Linked DNA regions of Zea mays: region 2 is linked to region 1. Evidence: chromatin contacts called from public Hi-C data. All regions are on one chromosome and are shown on one strand. Each heading gives the region's core, a stretch centred on a gene start, on an enhancer-like site or on the middle of the called end of the contact. The rest is flanking DNA. Distances are from core to core; before and after follow the strand shown.

Region 1 (7,943 bases), core at 2,087-4,586:
GAGCACGTCCTTGACGATGCTGATGAGCGGGGTGGCGCCGATGCCGAGACCGATGAGGAGGAGCACGTCGTACTTGCGGTAGTCCTGCGCGGGGGCGCCGTAGGGCCCGTCGATCAGCAGCTTCGGCAGCTTCCCGCCGCCGCCGGCCGCCGTGGAGGACGCGAAGTCGGCCCGCAGGAGGCCGCTCTGGCCGGCGGCGGGCGGCCGGCACACCTGCGCGAAGAGCGCCCTGAAGCTGGCCGTCCAGTCGCCGCGGCACCGGATGTGCATGCTCAGGTAGTCGTCGCCGGGCGCCGAGGTGATGGTGAACGGGTGCCTGCAGCCACGAATGGATTGAGCAACTGATAGATCAACATCCATGGCGCGCGATCTCCGTCGCCGACGCCGGGCCCGGCAAAATAATGACGGAGGCGGGTTTTACCACTCGAAGGGCGAGACCTCGCCGCAGTTGACGTAGATGTACTGCCCGCTCTTGTAGCTGAACCCATGCGGCTTGCTCATGTGAATGGCGATGACATTCCCGGGGTACAGGGCAACCTTCTCGATCCTCACGGTGGTGAGGCCATGGGACCTCAGCGCCCGGAGAAGCCGCTCGCCGGCGTAGAGAAGGATGGGAATGGCGAGGTACATCCATGTCTGAAAATGCGCATTTGTTGTGAGGAACTGAAAGTCACTGAAAAGTTGATTAGAATAAATTCTCAAAGCAAGCTAAGCCACTGAAATGCTTTACCGTCTGTTTGTACCACGTCCTGTTGATGTAGAGGCAGACGCCGTGGACGACGAAGGCGACGTAGACGATGACGAAGAGGTGGTGCGAGTACCAGAACATGTTGAAGCCGCTGAGCCGGCGCAGCGGGTTGCCCTCGCTGAGCTTCCCCCGGCGGAACCACGGGTGCGCCAGCGTGTAGGCGACGGCCATGAGCACGACCATGATGACGCCGGTGATCCCCTCCACGCCCCTGACGAACCACCAGTAGTTGGGGATCCGGCGCTGGCCGAAGTACGCCTTCATGGGCTCGTACGCGGCGGCGCTGGCGTGCAGCAGCCGCGGGAAGTCGCACGTGAGGTGCGTCACGGCGTGCAGCGCCACGCCGACCGCCACGCCGCCGGCGACCACCTTGTGGAAGTTGATGTTGTCGTTGAACGGGACGGCGGCGCCGAGCCTGGTCCGGGACCGCAGCCACGTGATGGTGTTCCGGCACACGGGGAGCAGGATGAGCGCCATGTTGAACTTGGTGGTCTCGGCGCCGCCCTTGGCGACGCAGACGCAGTAGCCCATGACGTCGAACGTGGGGTGGCGCCGGTACGCGAGGAACTTCCAGGTGAAGAGTCCGGCGTTGATGGCCAGCCAGAGCGCCATCACCCAGACGCGCTTCCAGTTGTCCTCCGCGAAGTAGAGCACGGCCCTGGCGCCGCGCCGGAGCGGGCCGTCGTCGCGCGCTGGCGCCAGCCTCTGGCTGATCAGCTGGCTGATGTTGGAGCTGTGCGTCACCAACCTCGTCGGCGCCTGCGACGGCGGCTGCAGCAGCAGCGACTCCAGGTTCGCGATCTGTTTTGTTTGATTGGTTCGGAGGTCAGTGTCAAGCTGATACAGAATTGGGAGGGCAAGCAAACTGCAAAGCAAAGAGTAATAACCTCGATGTAGCCAAGGCTGTCAGGATCGAGCTCCTCCATGATCAGCGCCGTGTACTCGTCCACACGCTCCAGGATCTTGGACAGCTTGTTCGCAGAGGCAGTCAGAGTGAGGACCTGATGGTGCAAGAAATTCAGAAAGTTTAGATTGTTATAACTGAATTGAGCAATGTTTGTTGGGGACCATTGATCCATTTCATCGACTAGTTACATTACCTCCTTGAGCTCCTCCTCAGTGATCTGACCATCGGCATTCTTGTCAACCCTGCAACAAGTTAACAATCAAGCAAGTTCAGACATCAACAGACTTAAAAGTTTCTGAAAGTCGTATCGGAATGCACTTGACTTGACCACTGGTAGCAGAGGAAAAACTGGACTATAGGAGTGGGTAAACCAGTCATGAGTCATGACATACATGTCAAAGAAGGTCTGAAGCTTGGCATCGAATCCTGGATCAGAGAGCTGCTCCCAGAACTCCCGGACCTGATCCTTGGTGAGCACCATTGCCGTGATCCCCCTTCGCCGTGCCAGGGCGTCGAAGATCTGCGCCGCAAACTCCTCGGATCCGACCATCCCTGCAGCAAATGGTTTAGAGAAGCAGTGGAGAGAGAGAGAGAGATGCAAGAAAGAAGAGTGGTGGACGGTGACTCACCGATGCACTGGCCGAATCGCGAGCGGAGGAGGAAGCCGTCGACGGCGAGGCGGTGGAAGCGCTTCTCGACCTCGGGCCAGCCCTCGGTGACGGCGGCCTGGTTGAGGAACTGGAGGCCCCTGAGCGCGGTGACGACGCTCCTGTCGAGCCTGGCGCGGTCGGGGTCGCGGCGGAGCAGCGCCGAGAGCGGCACCGCGGCGCGCTTCCCCGACGCGATGCGGCCGAGGCGCGCGCGCGCTGCCCTGAGCTTGGAGGACAGGCCGCCCCCCGCCCCGCCGGGCGCCGGGCGGTCCAGGAGCGACGCGGCGTCCTGCGTGTCGTCGCGGACGTCGTCCTTGATGGCCAGGACGGCGACGTCGTCGCCGCCGCCGCCGCCGTCCCGGACGTCGAGCGTGACCTCCACGTACTCGTCCTCGTCCTTGAACCGCGTGCTCCGGCGGCTGCCGCTCTTGCCGTCCGTGGACGGGCTCTTGAACGCCGTCGGCAGCGGCGGTCCCGCGCCGCCGCCGCCGCCGCTCTCGTTCTGGTTTGACGACATGGCAATGGATGGAAGGTCCTGCATGGCATTCATTGCGTGAGGCACGCTAGTATGAGAAGGGAAGAATTTAATTAGCAGCAGGAGAAAGAAGAGCAACGCTTGCATCAAGTTCTTGCTCATGCTTCCATCAGATGACGTCGAAGTACTGTATCTAGTAGTGTACTAGTAGCGCATGCAAAATCTAATGAATCTTGGATGTTACGTACGTACGTAGCGGCAAGAGGAGAAATGGCGCCATATTCATATTCTCTGCGGGATTTGCTATCACTTTCCACCATGGGTGGACTGGACCGACGACGGCCATAACAGATTTGTGGAAGGTGACAACAGAAGGTGAGAAAAAAGAGCAGGGACAGCCTCACCTTGCGCAGCGCCGTGGAATCTTGAGGCCGGATGGACGGACAGATAGGGCGTGATCCAATTGTGGGGAGAGGAGAAGGGTGCAGAGCTTCAGCTCCAAGAAGGCAGTGGAGGGAACTGACGGAGAAGAAAGAATGAATGCTGTCTGTGTGCTGTGACCTCTGAGCGCTGCCGCTGAGACGTGTGGATCGTGGAGGATATATATATAGTATAGATAGACAACGCAAATAGAGCTGCAATGCAATAGGGCACGTACACAACTACACACAACACAACTTGGTTACCAGTAGGGCCCAGGACTGGATTTGGTAGCTGTGCTTGTGCTTGTGCAGCAGCAGTCCAGGCGTCCAGCTACGAGGTGCCATGGATGGGGACTTGGACGGGTCTGGGTCACCGGGACAGTTTTCTAGAGCTGCTGGGTGAGGGACAGACGGCAAAAGGCCAAAGGGACGGACGACGCAGCATGATGATTGATTGAAGGGCGCGGCGGGCGGTGTGACTGTGATGAACAATTGAACAGCTGGTGAGGTGATACAGGGGGCGGCCCCAAGGTTAGGGCTGCAAATCCGCCGGCAGCCGCGGGGGACGACGACTGCCGTGCAAACCAGTGAAACCGCTCACGCTCTGCCGGTTTTATTAGGAGCACTCGGCGGCGGTGCCGGTTCTGCTCTGCCTTTTTTTTCCTTTTAATTACTTATATATATTATACTCCAGTACTCAGTAGTCAGTACTCAGTACTGTATAGGTTTGGCTAATGACCAGGCTTTATGGGTTGGGTTCCACGTGAACCCCTAAGGCCTGTTCGGTTGTACCGGAATAAGTCAGGATTCATTTCAGCTCATCAAAATCTATATAAATTAGAGAAGTAATCCGGCTAGGAATTAATCTGGGGCTTCAATCTCAAACAATCGAATAGGGCCTAAGTTGTTTCAAGTGCATACAAGTTAGTTGCCTAAACAATAATCAGCATTTAATATAATAGGAGATAGGAGCATAAAATACTTGACTTTTTTCGGGGGGTTTCGAGGTCCTCAAAAGTGGGGCCCTCAGGACACCTGCGTCACTCCGAGTCTACTCTCGTACATATAGCAAACATGGGCACAAAAATAAGAAACAACACATCGATCATGAAAATATGCTACAAAATGGTCCTATGATTATTCTAGACATTTCTTATAATGTATTTGAGACCATAACCAATTAATTTGGATTTAAAAATGGATTATATACGAATTTTTATTCATTTTACAACTACCAGGGGCATATAATTAATTATCTATAGCTTCTAGGGTCTAAAAAGTATACTTTTGACCCTAGTTATAACTGGTGTGGAGTCCAAGTTTATTTTCGAAAAGTCTAAGGGCTCTTTTGCAAACTCGTTTTGTGACCGTTGGCTGACCAAGCGCTGAACGGTATCCATGAATACCAGTCATTGGATCACACGTGTACACGCTAGATTAAACATGGCTCTATGTGCGAGACGCGCATGCGACACTGAAGGCCTCCGCGATGGGGAGATTGCCGGTGAGCTTACGCCGGCTGGCAGAGGAGAGGGCAATGATTTTGATGGTTTCGATGATTCTTGAGACAATGTTATATTTGAGAAATTTTATTGCCAAAAAATATATTTGTATATGACTCGTTATCCATAGCAAACATATAGATTACCCAACCCAAGGGTGAACATGTTACATGTCTTCTCGCACAGAAACACTCATCTCTGGAGCTGACTGGAATCTTCTTGCCAAAACGACTCAAAAACTCTAGAGTAGAGCTGCTCATTCCTGGAGTTTTAGAGGAAAGTTGATTCAGGGTAGAATGGAGCTATATCAAACACGCTATAAAAAGCTCCTCTTAATTTAGTACCGAGCGTTGTAACCGGAATTAAAGATTGCTGCCTTTAATTATTAGTTTTAGTTGTCCAGCACCAGCTGAGAATTCGATATTGTAGCAGGCTTGTTACAGCGGTAGTGATCATCCATTCTCCAGTAACGGATCATTGGACACGATGGTTGGTGGGTTTTCTTTCTTGAAACAATGAGATAAGCTTCTAGGTCGACTCGTGTAAAAAAAAAAAAAAAATGAAACGCGTCCAGCTGAATGGAGCCAAGCTGATATTATTACGAGTCCTGCTCTGGTAAACCACTACCCCATTCTAAAATGCATGGACCAGTAGAGAACCAACGTGCTCGTCGCTATCGCCCGCGCGGTTAAGTTTACCAACCAACAACTTGGGCTACTCTACGTGCAAATGGCATGCATGTATGCATGCATTCTACGGTTGCGGAAGTTGAGACCTCAAACTTAGGTTTTTAAATGGTTATTTAATGTTCCAATATTTTTTATCTCTTCATAATAATTATAGAAAACATTGGTTTCGATTTTTTAGTCTATAGTAAATTTATGAATATTTTGATGATGTATTTTTTAGATATATATACAAGTTTTTTTTGTCTGTGTCGTATTTGGACTGACACGGCACAATCATTGGTCTATCGTGCTTCAGACCAGACCGAGTCTAGCTTTTAATATCTAGGTACGGCACGATCTAGCTTAAAATTATTTCAGGTCATACTGGACCGAAAATGTTAGCCTCATGGATCCAGACCATACCGCTACGGTACGGTACGGTCCAACTTTCAGCTATAGAGCCATGCACAAAGTAACAAAGGCTGGGAAATGGGATGGGAAACCGGGCATGCGTCCCCCTGTTTCTGATCAAATCATAACATCTCAATGCTGTCCACCACCCGTATGGAGCTGCCATGGGAATGCTGCACACCGGCCGCGTGAAGACCGCAGCCAGAGCACATGCGAATATGCGATGCGAGGGACACGACTCAACAAGAACACCACCGAATTCTTTTTTTTTTCCGGCACCGTGGTCTCGTTCGTCTAGGTAACACGGTACTACAGGTCATGCGTCAAGAACAGAGGTTAGGCTGTTTCGAGCGGATCTCGTGTAAAATATTATTTTTACTCTAAACTGCAATATTTATATAGTAAAGTTTAAAATAAAAAATAAGATGCAATATATAATTTCTAAGCTAATGGAGATAGTCTTAGATAATGTAAGATGACACTGTAGAGCATGGCGTCAAAAATAAAGGTTAAAACTAGCATGATTGACGACGTGATGCTAAAATAGCAGGCCACGTTCTACATTGCTGAGCCTTGATGCCGTAAATTATGGTATCTTTTTAAATTTAGTTAGCTCAAAATATTTTATTGTGTCTTAACCACTTGAATTTTTTTACTATAATTGGACACTAAAGTTTTATAAAACTCTAGTGAATAAGTTATATTAAAATGCCAGTGGATAAGACATAATAAATATGTAGAGGTAGCTAAAATAAAAGGCTCGACACTATACGATTTATTGTGCCGGGACTTGGACTCACACTCGGTGTCACAGACCATGATATCGAGCCATGATGCCGAGCTCTAGCCACGCATGCACATAAAGAGGTGTTACCTTGGTTCTATAAAACATGACGCGAGTAGTCTAAAAATGACTTTACTTCACCTACAGGTATAAGTGTAATTTTTTTTGACGAAAAGATCTAAAATAAGAACAGACATGAACATGCTGCATGGCTAAGGTTGGGGCTGCACCAGGGTACACAATTTCATTTTGGGTGATCCAAATTTCGTTTTGTTGATCATAATTTGAGTTTTGTATTTATATATATTGAATTGAAAGAAAATTCTCTCTATAACTAGAATAGTGAGACTAATGCTTTTATCTAAGTAACTCATGTAGTCTCACTAGTAGAGAATAAGTTTCTCTTTGGAAGTGCGCAATATAACATAAAAAGAAAAATCAATTCAATGACTTATGTTGTTGTGCTTCTTGCTTATATTGGATATGATTCTTCTGCATTCATCGCTCTCCATGATTGAATTAGATTTGTTCCCATTATCTTAAAGAATTAACTATGCTTGTTTCATAAGTTAAAACTAAGCATATATCATGGAATAATCTAGTTCATAATATAAAGTTTCCATGCTTTAGTAATCTATTTTCCATTTCTTATCAAAATGATTACACAAAGGGAAACTAGTGCTTGTGTTACTAATGACATATCTCTTGAGCTTACTTATGAAAATCTACAAGAGAGTAAGTGCAAGCCGCAAGCCTCAAGGGTTGCTCTTCACCCAAAGGAAGAAAGGTAAAAACAAAGGTATGGGAACTCATCTTCTTAATCAAATATAGTTCCCATCAATGATTATTTACTCTAAATTCTACCTATGTGAAGAATAGATTCTTTATTAAACTTAAGTCAGCTAAATGTGCATTCAATCTCATTATCTTAAAATACACTTGTCCATTAGAATCTAATTCATGCCTTTGCTATATCTGTTCTCATATTGATATGCTTTTAAGTCATGATAATAAATTCAATATGAAGAAGTAAAATTCCTATGATTGATCAAGATATTTAAAAGGTGCTTATTCCTCTAATGAGCACTAATGTTGAGGATTTTACTTCATGTCTGTGTGACTTGTGAATGATGAATTGTTTATATTCCTTATCTAAAAGAAATCATTCTTCATCATATACTCCCTTGTGCTATTAACATCTCTCTTGAGTATTTTCAATAAGTTTGGAAGGAAAAAGAGTAAACTATAAAGGGAGGACACTCAAATGAAAAGGGAAGACATCAAGAGCAACAACACCTACTTGGACAATAAGATCTTCAAAACAATCAATGGTGTGGTTGTAAGCATTCTAAATCCTTTTCATTGTGAGAATAACT
Region 2 (7,943 bases), core at 2,523-5,022, 130 kb after region 1:
ACATCTTCTGCTGAACCACTGTGCTGCAGTCATCATAGGCAACAGGTCACTAAATGAGCCAAAGTGAAATGAGGCAGCCAAGAAAACCAAAATGGACTCCTTATGGCGTGGTTTGGGGAGCTGGCCAGAAACAGATATTAGCGTCCACTGATCATAGCAGCAGGTGCTTATGGAACAGAGCCCTTCCATACTAACTTCATTATCCTGGATAGCAGGAGCAGGAGAAAACCTAAACAACACTATCAAAATCACATTCAAGCAGCAGTTATCTATGAGCTTGGGAACAAGACCAAAGGCTCAGAGGTAGCTACACGGCCACGTGGACCCTCAGTGCTCCTCTTTCTTCTCGACGCCCTCGTCCTGGGGCAGCGAAACAAACCGCACGATGTTTTGGACGGCAGAGGCTTCGACTCCGAACCTCGAGGCGATGTCATCCACGCTCATCGGGCCCTGGTGGTTAGTCGACTTCCCTTGGTACAGTCGGATGATCTCCTGGATGTGCTGGACGTTCAGAGCGCCTGACGGTAGCTGCCTTCCCCCACCTTGCCCAGGTTCGGCCTTTGACGTTCTGACCTTTGGGAGCGGCCTGTTGTACCGCTGGACAACGGAAGCCTGCCAACATTGAATTGAACCTGTGTTAGTTTCATTGTTGCAGTGGGCATTCTGTGTAAGTGGATAACCAAAGACAGTATTTCTTCTTCTTTTTCATACAAGCATGGTGTCGTTTCGTTCAATTGAAAAGTGTGTAGGCCACCAAGGCAATATGTTGTGCCATGGCTTCAATGATTCAGATCTATAATAATGTGGGAAGCATTCCTTGGTTGGAACAAGCACACTTACTTCACCCATTTCTGGTTTTCCTCCGGGCTTGGTAGTGATTCTCCCAACCATGTGCTTGAGCATCTCGTCGTAACTTGGATCACGTTCCTCAAGTACACCATGACCGTGTTCTGTTGGAGCCGTGATATCTGCATCATTAATACCTTTTAAAAATTACAGACTGGTGAATATAATATTTGGCCACAGCTTCTGACTTCTCAAACCAGTAAATATGCTAAAGTTTGCAGTTAAATAACATGGAAGCGTGCCACGCTATGTACACAGACACTCTAGATCTTGGATTCCTAGACAAGTCAATAATTTGCATTAAGAATATACTGGAAAATAATTTTTAGCGTATTGGCATATGAACATTGAGCTACTAAAAGAAGCATTATTCAAAGAGAGAACTCAAAAGGGATTAGTTAGGCCCTGTTTGTTTCCACTTATAATCTGGGATTCTTGGTGAAAATAATGAGAATCCTACCAAAAACGTCGATTATTCAGGTCCTTCCAACCACTGCTTCAGAAACTTCGAAATAGCAAAATCAATAGTAGAGAATCAAAAAACTATTCAGATCCTTCCGACCGCCGCTTAAAAACTTTGAATTAGCAAAATCGAGAATAAAGAATCGAAAAAATTCCCATGGTAAAGCGATATTAATATATTATAATCAAGTCTGTTACAAGCAGAAACAAACAAGGACAGGACAGACCAAGTGTTGGCGGCTCCCACATGAGTAGGTTCTAGGGAAGGAATAGCCAAGACAAGACTTACCCCTTACCCCTTCATTTTTGCAGAGAGGTTGCGTAGAGCCCAAGACCTTTGACTAAGTAGAAAGGCTCCTAACTACTGCACCCATACCCACCCAGATAGATGCTTTGGCGCTGTTTATTTTGGCCCTGAAAAAATCCAATTACCTTTTTCCCCAAAGCATCAACACCCAAAAACCAAATGCCATGCAGCATAAGAAGCAGACCAAACATCATCTCAAATCTCAAAGTTCATGTCCTTACTACTAGCTAGTTTGGCATCGGTGGACATGCCAATAAACATTGAAGGTGTTTAATGCCTGCAGGTCAGATAAGTGTGGTTCTTGCCTACTCTGAACTCCTTCGTGCTCTCTGGCATCGGTGGACATGTCCATGAACATTAAGGGGCTGTTTGGTTGCTGCCCTGGCCTGGGGGCTGCTGCTGGCCAGGCACCTTGATCTCACAACAGGCCTGCGAATGCTACCTGGGTCAGGCACGTTTCCCAGGTCAGCAAGCAATTGCCTGTTTGGATGACTCCTGACCAGAGCTGCCTAGGCCAGACAGTGCTCCGAGGTGGCCAGGATCATATACCTGGCCAAGCACTGCCTACCAGGGTACAAACCGGTGCTGCCTGCCAGGCAGCAATACAGACCCTAGGCTCAGCAAATCATGCACCTGGGACCAGCCGCCTATGCTTGGCAGGTTTCACAGGATAACAACCAAACAAGCCCTAAAGCTAGCGGATCAGATAAGTGAGCTCCTTTACTGCAGGTATTGATATTAAACCTTGTGATATAGGGTGTATGGGGCTCACACCTAGAAAATCAAAAAAGGAAGGACTTACGGGGCTTTAAGTACCAGAATTTAGAATCAGCAGATCCAAGTCGATCCAAGGTTTTAAAACGAATCAGAGTTCACAGAGAGGAGTGTCCTTTAGAGAAGAATGTATTATTTGTGGGAACAGCTCATATTTCCCAATAGGAACTTCATATGTAGGATTCCGATTCACAGCTACATCATTAAACAATTATTTCTTATAAGCTTTTAAAGCATTTCCGTTTAGTACCATTGTTCAATCGAACCCAATGTTGTAAAACTGATGTATATTATGATCCACAAGAGGTGCTGTGCCCCTTACAATGGTTTTACTAATTTAAAAACTGACTATTACTATCCTAGAAGTAAGCTAAAAGAGTGAGTGCTGAACAACAAAAGCCATCAATCAGAGAAATTTGCTGAAACATTTAGGTGATGAATTCACATCAGCATTGAATTCTGATGGATCGCAACCACCCAAACACACACACACACACACAAGAACACAGTGTCATGTATTGAGTCAAAAGATCACCAATACATATTGTCATACTTTTCCTTCTTCTAAAATGCTAGTGTGGTGGGAAGGCCCTATGCAAAAGTCCAATTTGGTGCCTGTAGCCAGTAGGCATCCGCTGTAGTAGATTCAATATTGTGGGTTAAATGAGGCATAATAGGCACAGTAAAGTGGTGATATCACATTTCTACAGAGCCGTTGTAAGCGCTGGCATACATTCCAGTGTTCCATAGCACAAGAAAACACAAAAGAGGCCCCAGAATCAAGAGGTAGCTTTTAAGTCCTAACCAATCCTGAGTTATCTATGACAGAATTTATCCACAATCACGTCACACCGTAAAGACTTACTAGGCTACAGAAATGCAAGCATCAGCGGACCCCGAGTAGGCAAAGCGAGCGGCCTCCAGTAGCAAGGGCAAGGCGCAATGTCACGCGATTTAGCAGCACATCAAAGAGAGCAAGCTAAATCCTAGAGTGGAGAAGCCAGGGGAAGCAACAGCAGGCCCTACCGTCACCAGATAGCCCGTCGAGCCGGTCCTGCGTCGCGCCGCCAGCGGGCGCCGGCGACGCCTGGGGCGGAGGCGGGGGAGGGTGGGGTTGCCTCGCGGGCGGCGAGGGCGCGGGAGGGGGCTTCACGCGCCCCGAGGCGCGGCGCAGAGCCTGGCCCATGTACCTCCGGTCCTCCGGCCACAAGCGGCGGCGAGCGGGAGGTGGCCGCTGGACTGCTGGGGACTGGGGATGGATCAGGGACAGGGACGACGCGGCGGGCGAGCGCGCGGGGCGGCCACGGCGTGTGCGAGCCTTGGTCGGCGGTTTTGGGCGCGACGTGTTGGGTTTTCGGCCCGTCCCCACGGAAGTCATTTACGTGCTCACCGAACTCGTACCGTGTTTTATTTAAAACTAACTCAGAACCAGTTTTTTTAAAATAACATTTTGCTGCACAACTGTGACTGGATTGAGCTGAATCGCCAGCGGTGCCAGATCAGGACAGCAAGCAAACACGCTAAATAATCTTTATTCTGTTACCTTGGCTTTAATTAGGTTAACGTCTACTACTTTGTTTTGTCTTTATAGATTACGATTAAAATAGTCTGAATAGTCGGCTTTAATACGAAATGAACATTCTTCTTAGCGTGGATAAATCCAGTACCAGTATACTACGCTCGTGTATTCCAGCAGAGGGTTTCACAAAAGAACGGTTGATGTTGGTGGCCGGTAAGATCGACTGCAGCGTCTGCCACTCCCCTGTATGGCGTCTACAGTAGCCCGCCAAATGCCACAGCGCACATACCTATTCTCACCTCTATACCGTGGCGGCAGTTTTTCTATGTTGTCGTAGTGTCCTTTTAGGTGTGTTTGGTTTGATATCAAAGTTAGATGAGTCGGGGACGACACCGTCTCTTTGATTTTTTGGGATCACGTCGCCCCAAAAATCACTTCGGGGTTCACCTCGTTCATGCTTGACTCTCAACCAAACACTATAGAAGACGTGGCCGCCTCATTCCATCCCTCCTCGTACATTCAACCAAACGCACCCTTATACATTGTGTTGTTCTTGTATTTTGTAACCACGGGTAATTGTTAGTAGAGAAAAAAAATTAATAATAGATGATAAATATATATATATAAAAATGATATTTTATGATTGTAGTGGGGTATAGGGGAAGAATTTATGCGAAACTGGTACGGAAAAAATAGGGGTGGAATCTTAACGTCGTGGTGCAAAAGTAGAATATAGGGGGAAAATTTAGAGGAATCATTGTTGATGGTCTAAGCCGATGGAGGGCGATACTTGCTATATTAAACTCTATGTATGTAGATGAAGCTATAATTATTAGTACTGTATAAGTAATTTGATAACATGGAAAGAAGAAAATAGGTATACTTATGGTTTGCTTGGAAGCACCATAGTTTCTATGAAATTAGTTCCTATCACGAGTTTCTAGAAATTGGGTTATAAAGAAAACTTGGTATGTATGTCTCTTGGAAACTAGTTTCTAGCTTTTTTATATACAAAGATAAGTCTACGCCTACTCTATTTTACAAGAAGTTGATTCAATTGTTCCCTCCATTTTTCTTTGCTGCCAGTTTTAAATATAGGTTGAACTCATATTTTTAGTTCAAAATTTTCAAATAATAATTTAACTTTCAAATTGGGCAAAACGGGCATCGATGGGATCACATGCATAGATCTGAGAGTGGTGGCAATCACCGTAATTTTCACCAAGCCAACTAAGGGCAGTATGTAGTTTGACAGGAAAAAATTGGCTTTAGCTAGGGAATACCAGCATCTTAGTTTCTTAAAAACTTTAAAAACGGAGAATCCAGTTTCTAGAAACAAGAGCATAAATTGACATGTTTGTAACCATCCCAATTTATATAAATCAATTTTTAAAAACTATGTAGTTCCAAACATGCCCTTAGCACAAAACGTATATGAGAATATATAAATGAAATAAATAAATATGGAGATAAATCATTTGACGAGGAATTTATTAAAATGGGTCACTATTCATTGTCGCTGTACAAAATGAGTCACGTCTCAAAGTACCCATTTTTGGATGATGGTAGCAAACTAAATTTCCTGTGTCGTGTTGTAATCTTGAACATGGCTGAATTCTGAATGGTGGTAGCAAACTGTTTCATGGCATCAAAGTGAATTTTTAAAATTATGGATGGTGCTAGCAAATAGAATGTTATGGCATCTTGTTTGCTGTCAACTTTTGTTTGGTTTCGAATTTTCTTGTCAACATTTCTTTAGCACCAGCACTGCTGTCGGAGAGTAAACTACAGCCAGGTGGCAGAATGCACCCGCCTAATTCCAAAAACAGGGGACTTCCTAGGTTTTGCCTAATGAGATGGATGGACATAAGAACACACAAGGATTTAGAGTGGTTCGGACCGCCGAAGCATAATACCCTCTTCCACTCTGAGTTCTATTGTGGAGAGCTTGAGAAAGCCTAGCTAGGTCTGGATGGAGATGCCTCCGAGGGAGTTCAAGTGTGCTCGTCTCTGGGGGTTCTCGTCCCCAGGGGGCTTCAGTCCCTTCCCTTGCAACACATGTGCCCTCCTTTTATAGGCTAAGAGGAGCACATACAAGAGAGTTGGGCTCGACAGGTGGGCCCATGCATACTAAAAATATGAAGCACTGAGCGACGGGAAGGGCTGATGGACCAAGGTCTTTTTCCGCAGTGGGTAGGTGTCATCCCTTGGTCGTCGTGCGGGCTCATCTTCACTCCGTCTTGTCAACGTGTGGATGAAGGCTTTGGCATAGGTTATGGCGTAGCCTAGCCCGTCGTCTTGCATAGGTGAGTAGGTGGACGGTGTTGTCCCATCCCCTCTGCCTGTCTTTTCGCCTGGTGTCGTAGTGAGAACAGCGGGCGTCATGATGGGAGTTACCCACACGTGGTGCAGTGGGTCAATGGTATTCACCTTCGATAACGCGTGGGTTACTGGAGCGCCTTAGAGCTTGCAGATTGCACACACCGCCTACATTTAATGCGATCGCACGCCACCGGCCACTTGTGTGAACAGGCAAGCGTCTTGCCCGTCTTTAATGCCGGCGGCCACCATTGCTAGAGGCCCGCATCAAGCGACGCCTAGCAGCTTCCGTGATGCGCCACAGGCCATGTGGCAGCAACATACCCCCTGCCTGGGCGGAGAGCATTGGCTGGGGAAACATGCAGACGTGGCAGCTCGGGACCTCCCTTGGTCTGGGTCCAGAAAGGACTCATGGGGGTCCAGGTTCCACCCGCGATGGCCCGGACACGTGGAGGCACCAGATCTTCCCTGACCGGAGGTCCGGATGGCACACGTGGGGGGCCGAGACCATCCCACGGTGGTCCTATCCCAAGCTGTAACTACCAAGCAAGCCCACCGACGGGACCCGTGGTAGCACCGGTTCAGAGGCGATCGGGCCTATCGGACGGGCTCGAGAACTAAGTCAGGGCAGACCGCTCGTCATCTGTGGCTATGGGTAACCATAGGGGTCCTGCCTTTACCCAGCAGGAGTGGGTACCCCAAACCGACAACTACTTTAATCTCCATGATATCTTGTAAATTAAGTTTGCAACCAAATTAATGAGACCATGTAGATCATGCATGAATCAATTTCCTTTCTTTTTGTGTAAGGTTATCTCAAGGGGGACATCCTTCTTCTAAACATAAGAAAGCAAACCATCTAGTATGTTTTTGCAAGAGAGCAAATTGTTCCTTGATCGCTGAGCGATCTCAAGCCCTATCCATCTGTTATGTCCGTGTGACAACGATGTATGGAAAGAGCAGTTTCTTTGAAATCTCGTTCTAATGAAGAACCTATACGAGTTGAAGTGAATAATATTTTTTACAGCAATCATGTGACTGCTTGCCGTGTTGATCTACACTACAATGTTCTACGATCTTCATCAAGCCTTTAGGCTCAACCTCAACACTGATTGCTAAGGATCTCGTCGCTAAGGAACATACCTCAACACTGAATGGGGAACATATCTTATACAATTACTTCCTATAAAGTTTGGTCATTGACGTGTGGGTCTAGCTCGTCAGTGACCCAATTTCAGCGAAGTAACTACAAACGATCTCATCGCTAAGGAACGAAGAGTTTCCTCTAGCGTTGACATGGGTTTAATCTCATATATAAACATGATATTATTTGTCAGGTACGATTTGTGTTTAGTTTATTTAGCGGTTGTTTTAGAAATTCATTTTAATATATATATGTTGGGCACCCAGGAATAGGGTGCTCGAAGGAGGCCCAAGAAACTCCTTAAAACGGCCCACTAGCCGACCAAATGATCCCTTGTCAAGAAAACCCACGAGGCAGAGCGAACAACCAACTCTCCGTCGAGCAACCCTACGAGGTGGAACAGACCACCAACTCTCTACCGAGCAACCCTGCAAGGTGGAACAGACGACCAACTCTATGTCGAGCAACCCTGTGAGGCGAAATAGACGATCAACTCCCTGTCGAGCAACCATGCGAGGCGGAACAGACGATTAACTCCCTGTCGAGCAACCCTGCAAGGCAGAACAGACTTC

The links. A called contact is a pair of places that touch in the nucleus more often than the background predicts.
Region 2: a contact with region 1 is called in a Hi-C map of endosperm, with 4 times the contacts expected there. The contact joins the promoter of LOC100277567 here to the promoter of LOC100381459 in region 1. A contact is called at or near these places in 3 of 25 Hi-C or Micro-C datasets (ear, endosperm and leaf).

The regions. Positions count from the first base shown.
Region 1 is chr10:24,996,721-25,004,663 of Zm-B73-REFERENCE-NAM-5.0, forward strand. LOC100381459 reads right to left here and starts at 3,337. Exons shown (of 8, transcript NM_001361430.1): 1 at 3,185-3,337; 2 at 2,285-2,840; 3 at 2,048-2,207; 4 at 1,849-1,897; 5 at 1,636-1,749; 6 at 731-1,549; 7 at 422-636; 8 at 1-316. The coding sequence starts at 2,822.
Region 2 is chr10:25,129,659-25,137,601 of Zm-B73-REFERENCE-NAM-5.0, forward strand. LOC100277567 reads right to left here and starts at 3,773. Exons shown (of 3, transcript NM_001151090.2): 1 at 3,416-3,773; 2 at 841-968; 3 at 1-612. The coding sequence starts at 3,767. The coding sequence ends at 328.